Linked DNA regions of Anser cygnoides: region 2 is linked to region 1. The links are chromatin contacts, called in public Hi-C maps. All regions are on one chromosome and are shown on one strand. Each heading gives the region's core, a stretch centred on a gene start, on an enhancer-like site or on the middle of the called end of the contact. The rest is flanking DNA. Distances are from core to core; before and after follow the strand shown.

Region 1 (3,200 bases), core at 392-2,891:
CAGATCTGTCAGCTCTTGCATTAATGCCAAGGAGGCAGCGATGTACACGGAGCCCAGAGTACGTGCTGCTTTACAGGACAAAGCCAGCTCCTTGAAATGAGCTGGAAATCTCCAAGGCTTTGCAGGAGGGAGATAACGGATGGCGTGTTCGGGCCTCTTAGTTGTGAAACAGGAATACTCTGCTCTAATGGAGCTGAACACTCTCTGAGAACAGACCCGGGTAGAGCTGCTTAGTAATCCTGTCTGGAGGCGTCTGCAGTTAGCCCAACAAAGGCTGGCGGGGAGGGATGTGCTTGCCTGGACAGCCAGAAAACAAGGCTGTCCTTCAGCAGGGAAGCCTGCGTCGGAATGCAATAGCCACTGGCTATTGGGGAAGAAAACACTTTCGGGAAGAAACCCTCCCCCTCTGTTGTTTTCCTAAGATTACCCTAAAAAAACAACAACAACAAAACCTCTTTGTGGTACTTCAATACAAACTCCGTGCTGCTAAGAGTGACTTAAAATGATCATTAAAAGTGCTGTTAGATGGGAACTAGAGATGAAGGCAGGTCAATAAAATGCGAATGTTCCAACTTTGCTTCTATTTTTCTTTCCCATATATATATTTCTTATCTATAATACTACTGTTTCAATCTTGTGCCTTGTCTGTGGCTGTTGGTGTGAAAGAGGAAGCACAAACCTTTGTGATATTGTTTCCAGGAGACATTTAGACTGTAGATAAGTACACTGCTGATATGTCTTAAGTAGTTAGTTTGGCAGCATATGATGCAAAGAATGAATGGAAGAAGGAAGTAAAAATAATCTTACACTGATAAGAAGTATGCAGGATAGGATTTAATTAGAAATTGAAGCCTAATCAAAGTGCTCGGCAGAAAGTAGAAATTTCCTAACAAAAAATGGTGCATCCTGTATCATGGCCTGGGCGTGCATAACCTCTTCCTTGGCTTGTGAAACAGTGGACAAAAATGTACAGTGGCTCCGTTTTTTGCAGAAATGGCTCTTGACCTCAGAGGGGAAGAGGGAAGGAGACACTTGTAATGCAACCCAAAGCGGTGCTCTCCTCGTGTTGGAATTTTTGTCTGGTAGGCTTTTCCTGACGTTTGGGTGCCTTTACCTTTTATCTTTTTCGCCGTGCTGAGCTGAGTAACCTCACATTGGAGGTAGCTGTGCTCTGAGCCAGGGCTTGGACCACATGATCTGCTGGGATTTTTTCCAAACTAAATTATTCCTTGATTCTGTGAAACTATTTGGAAACAAGGGTGACAGCTCCGGGTCTGACACGTGGAACAGGGTCTGACGGCTCCACATTCCCAGAACCTGTTGGTGGACAGGCTGGCAGAGGGCTGCACCGAGAGGAGCTTCCCATCCCAACTGCTACGCTTGGCACAGGGCATCCAGTCCTGCATCCTGCCTGGGATTTGAGGAGCAAAGCTGGTGGCCCTGCACCACCAGGGCTTTGACAACTTGGGCTTTCTGAACTGCATGTGCTGAGAGCACACTGCGAGCCTGTTCAAAGGTACAGGTGCTTGCGTGTTAGAGAAGCTCCAGACAGTGCGTTTACCACAGTCTTGAATTTTAATTCAGATGGGAAAACAGGATGTTGCTTGAGACTGGATCTCCAAAAGCAGAGGAGAGCATATGAAACCAGGACTGCTGCAGGCTCTGAAGCAGGAAGAATATAGCAATGTTGAAGCTGATATAGGTTGCTGCTGCCAAAAGACCAATGTGTTCCTTGTTGCTTTCCTTTTGGAGCAGGCAATGCTGAATGGAACAAATTTTGGGGAGGAATAAACACAGGTGGTCAAGGACAGATCAGTGTTGTGATGCGGAGGAGATCCTGAAATGGCACTGTGGGACTCTGTTCTTTCACCAGCTCCACGTGACTCGTTTGCTAGTTCAAGATGTCACATTGATCTTCTTATGTCACAACCGCAGACCTCAGCTGGTGACTTTTTGGCTTGTGCGTTATCAACAGGATTGCAATTTTGCAATGGGATCTTAATTTCTCAATTCTGTTGATGTGAGAGCCAAAATCTATCCTGTTCATCAGTTGCTTTAACTCTGCAAAGCCAACAAAAGTGAGGAAAAGTGTAAATAAACTAATAAGAACAGATGAGAGAAGAGATGTGTCCTGTTTCTAGCTCTTTTCCTGATGCAAATTACAGTTTTTGGAATGAGCAGTGTTCCTGAAGCAGAAAATGCTGTGCTAGCTCAGCAGCGTCTGCTAAAAGTTGCTATCAGACACTGTAATTACAGATGGAAAACTGCTCCTTAGTCTATAGGAAAATGTTGTTTCTTCTGTTGATGTGCGGTGTTTTAAGATGAGAATATGAAATGTTTGCTTTAGCTACGTACAGCAAAGCAATTTGGCCGTTTTGTCCAGCAAAGTGGTGTTCTCCTGGAAATGGGAAGCAGGTACCACCTTGGTGTGTCTGCGGTGAGTTGTAGGGTAGCCCATTGATGATCTTTAGAGGCTTTTGGGAACCTCGTGGTGCCTGTAGCAGAAGGGGAAGTGGTTTATCTTAGGCAGAGTCATGTTTGCTAAACTGTGTCCACACAATATCAAAGCCTTTCCAAAAGTCATTTTTGTCACAGACGTCACAAAGCTGTAGTCGTTTTGGTTATGAAATTTGAACAAATTCTGGTTTTAGACTCAACCTGCACTTCTGGCTCATCTTTGTAGATTAATTTTGCCTGAACTTAGTGTGGGACTCTTCTGCACTGAAACTGCTGCCTTTCACCACTTGTTCAGTGGGCTGATCCATAGTTTGAATGGGACTTCATGTTTTGCACATGTGGTGACTGTTGTAGAGGTTTATGCGAAGTGGGGCTGTGTTGCACTTACAATACAGAAACAGTGCAGTTCAGCAGGCGTTGGGACCCACAGATGCACAGTCCTAGAGCCTGCTCCTTGGGTTTGCTGCTCATCCTAGCTGGTTGTTTTTTTTTCTCTTTTATTTGAAAGATGGTACTTAAATGATTTATTTCAACACATCTTTAGTATAAACTTTCCCATGCTTTCTTTGCATTATTAATAAGAAATTTTAAGTGAAAGAAAGTGATAATTTTAGACTTTGTTACAGGTTTGCTTGCATCATCAGTGTCTTTTATTAAGGTCTGTTTGTTTTCTAAGAGCTGGTGCACTGCCTTCTAACTTCCAGGTTGCCCCAACACCTCTTAGAGACGTACACACCACAGCC
Region 2 (3,154 bases), core at 330-2,829, 190 kb before region 1:
TGGGAAGGGCCCTGAGCACAGCTCCCCACAGCTACCTCGGGTGTGCTTAGCAGGACTCCTGGAGAGTGCTTGATTTGCAGGACTGTGTGTTCAAAGCCACCATGCACATCAGGTAGGAGGAGGCAGAATTGCTTTTTGGGTTATCCTCACCGCTCTCCACCCTGTTTTCTGTGGCTATGAGGCTTATTCAAGTCTGTACCTTTCGGAACGTTATTCTTTGTAGCTTGTTGGTTGATGGAGGCCAGCTTGAGGATGCTCCAGTGATTGATTTTCCCGGAAGCTTTTCGAAACGTGGGAGCCTGGAGGAAGGAGTTTGAAGGTGTGAAGGTGCTCTGCAAGGCGTGATACCCTTTTGGCTGGTTCCTTAGCAGCCTGCGTGTCACTGAGACACCCTGCAAACGGCAGCGACATGCCGTGCGAGGAGGAGGCTGCCCTGGGAATCCCGTGTTATGGAACGTCTTACTATTCATTAACTCATTTTTGGGGAGTCGCTCATGATTAATTCCCCGATTGTGGGTGGGCTGCTTCTCTGGGATAAGTGCATCTTTTGTATTGTTGGTAAGGTTTGAACCAAAATGAAAACAGGTGGTTTGGGGGGAATGAGTGGCTGCTCACTGCCCAGATACAAAGAATAGTCTCTTTACCTTTGTGTGGGATCAAAACCATTTACTTGGTCTTCCGCTCCTACATGGAGGAGCAGTTGACGTGTCTAGCAGCCTTGAGCTTCTTATGGGGCAAACTGAGACCTGAGGCTGGTAGAAAATCCACGATTCTGAATTCCTGCCATAGTCTTGTCTCAACTTCTAGTGATTTCAGGATTTATTCCTGGCCACTTGCTGATTGAAATGAGCGTCTGTGAGGAAAGGCAACCTGAGAGTCAGTGGTTGAGCATAAAATTCACTTCATACATCGTGTAGCTGGATCCCGGGATTGAAGGATTTATGGGCGGTTGTTCATTGAGAGAAATTTTATGGCAGCTGTTGAAACTACTTTTGACTTATTTTCAAATACAAGACTTTCTTGGAAGAACAAAAGCAAAAGCTTTGGCAAAAATGCTGACTGAAAATGGCTATCCTAATTACATTCTGAAGATTAATAATTCTTTCCTTCTGTGGAAGACCTGTCTGAATTAAACAAATGTTTTGGTAAACCGTCAAGCTTTTAAAGTCATGTGTCGCAATTTCTTCAAAAACAAACAACCAATCTAAAATTAAGTGAGCTCAGATCAAAGACCTTATCAGCCGAAACCTTTGAACAGCTGTACAGTACAGGTGAATTGCATGTATTTAAAGTTTTGCTCTCACAAAGCAGCGTCTTTTCAGCAATCTGTGTCCATTAACTATTCTAAAACATCTTAAATATAATCTTTAAATATTTAAATCTTACAAAATAGGATTTTTCTGAAAATTCACTGCTACCTTAAAAAGTTGAGAATTATAAGCATTGCACGCTATTGTATTTTTGAGTGTTTTTTGGTGGTTATGCATTTTCTGGTACTCTAGAGATTTTTTTAACATCTTAGAAGGGAAGTAACTTGCTTTATTCCTTTATTTATCTTTTATTCTATATATTTTCTATCAATTCTCTGAGAAGTTCCTTTATTACCGTACAAAAAAAATAACGTGAGTAACATTGCCTGTCAGTTTTTACCACTTTGCAACCACTGGCGTGTTGCAGGCCAGCGTTGTTCTTCTAACTGCTCATCTTGCTTTAAATTTGTTGGAAACCCACCTGAACACTTCTGTTACTCGGTAACCTGCTTACGGATCAATAGAAAGCACGTGTGGTCTTCTGTTAAACAGTTATTTCTGTTTATCCCCTGAAGCATGGAGATCTGTGAAGTTCAGTTAAAAAAAAAAAAAAAGATACAACCCACAACCTAAACTCTAGCTTAATGCATATTAAAAATAAGTGTTGCTTCAGAACCTGCCTTGAAAGGAGGAAATTCAATAGGGAGCCATCTTACTTTCCAAAAATTTTAACTGTGTAAGCTCAGCTTGAAGGCTTCTTGTTAACTTTGATCCTTTTTAAAATTGACCCGTTCGTAATGCGTCTCAGTTTCTGGTGAATGCTTTTTCCTGGAATCAGTCCTTGAAAACTACCCACTTTGAAGCATTTTTGTTTCTCCCTCTAAGAAATACTTCTGTTTTTCCTTTGCTAACTGATACGTGAAACTAATAAAACACTACAGGGGTGCCGAATGTCCAAAGTACAGCTTTGAATTTATGAGCCTACCGCCATCCTGTACCAATCTTTTTGGTAGACCCGCATGCATGATCGCAGAAGACGGGTCTCACTGCACATCCAAACTCCACTCTGTGATCACGGGCTCTCTGGTTATTCAGTAAGCTCTTGCTTTGTTGAAGAACCAAGTGTAATTATTTGGTTTGTTGCTTAAAGGTACGTTTGTTTCCTGGAAGAGGCTTTATACGTACCGGCTGACCGCTATGAAATGCATTGTCTGCTGCATTCATGGAGCGTTTGCTTCTGTAGTACATAATGCTCAAATTCTTTGTTGAGGATGACATGGAGAGAAAAGGAAACGTACACTTATATTTTTAACCAAATGAGTTAAGTATTTGTTTGCTGTATTGTTTGCTCACCTTTCTATCGCAGATGTCTGACTTTCGCTACCTGTCCTCTTGTTTTCGGTCAGAGCTGTTCGTAGTGTGGCTTTGTCCTTGGGTTCATTTCTTAACTATTTTCCTTATGTTATCTGCAAGTCCATCACAAACTCCTTGAAGAATCCTCAAATAAAAGTTACATTAAATCTGGAAGGAGTTGCACTGATGCTTAAATTTGATCAATTTTAGCACTTTACGTTAGTCAGGATTGCTGAAAAGCATGTCTGCTTCAAACAAGCTCCTTACTGTTGGAACAGTCCACCCAGCACTTGGAACTGGTCACGGCACTGCTAGCGATCTGTGTTTTTCAAATGGAAAGTGCTCTCATCACTTTTCTGACAGCCCCGCTTGGCTCTTTTTAGTAGAAGCTCAATGTTAACACTTTGTGCATTATATCTTTCACGTGTGTCAGCAGGGCACCAGCATCCAAAACATGCACAAAGTTTCTCCAGAGAATTTGCCAATGGCTGGAGGAGGAGATTTGAGTTTGCAGAATCATGGAAGCTTTCGTAAACCAGAATCAAGTGTCT

The links. A called contact is a pair of places that touch in the nucleus more often than the background predicts.
Region 2: a Hi-C map of liver shows a contact between it and region 1, with 7 times the contacts expected there. The contact joins two enhancer-like sites. A contact is called at or near these places in 2 of 7 Hi-C or Micro-C datasets (both in liver).

Annotation. Positions count from the first base shown.
Region 1 is chr7:13,709,387-13,712,586 of Taihu_goose_T2T_genome, reverse strand. All of the region lies in intron 1 of WBP1L (WW domain binding protein 1 like), which reads left to right. Among named protein-coding and RNA genes, the nearest start is that of CYP17A1, 23 kb to the right of the region's middle. Within about 2 kb of position 1,641, at least 1 of the 3 cell types and tissues checked has open chromatin away from gene starts, as enhancers often do. A contact at or near this core is called in liver, where this site is marked.
Region 2 is chr7:13,895,741-13,898,894 of Taihu_goose_T2T_genome, reverse strand. All of the region lies in intron 2 of SUFU (SUFU negative regulator of hedgehog signaling), which reads left to right. Among named protein-coding and RNA genes, the nearest start is that of SUFU, 20 kb to the left of the region's middle. Within about 2 kb of position 1,579, at least 1 of the 3 cell types and tissues checked has open chromatin away from gene starts, as enhancers often do. A contact at or near this core is called in liver, where this site is marked.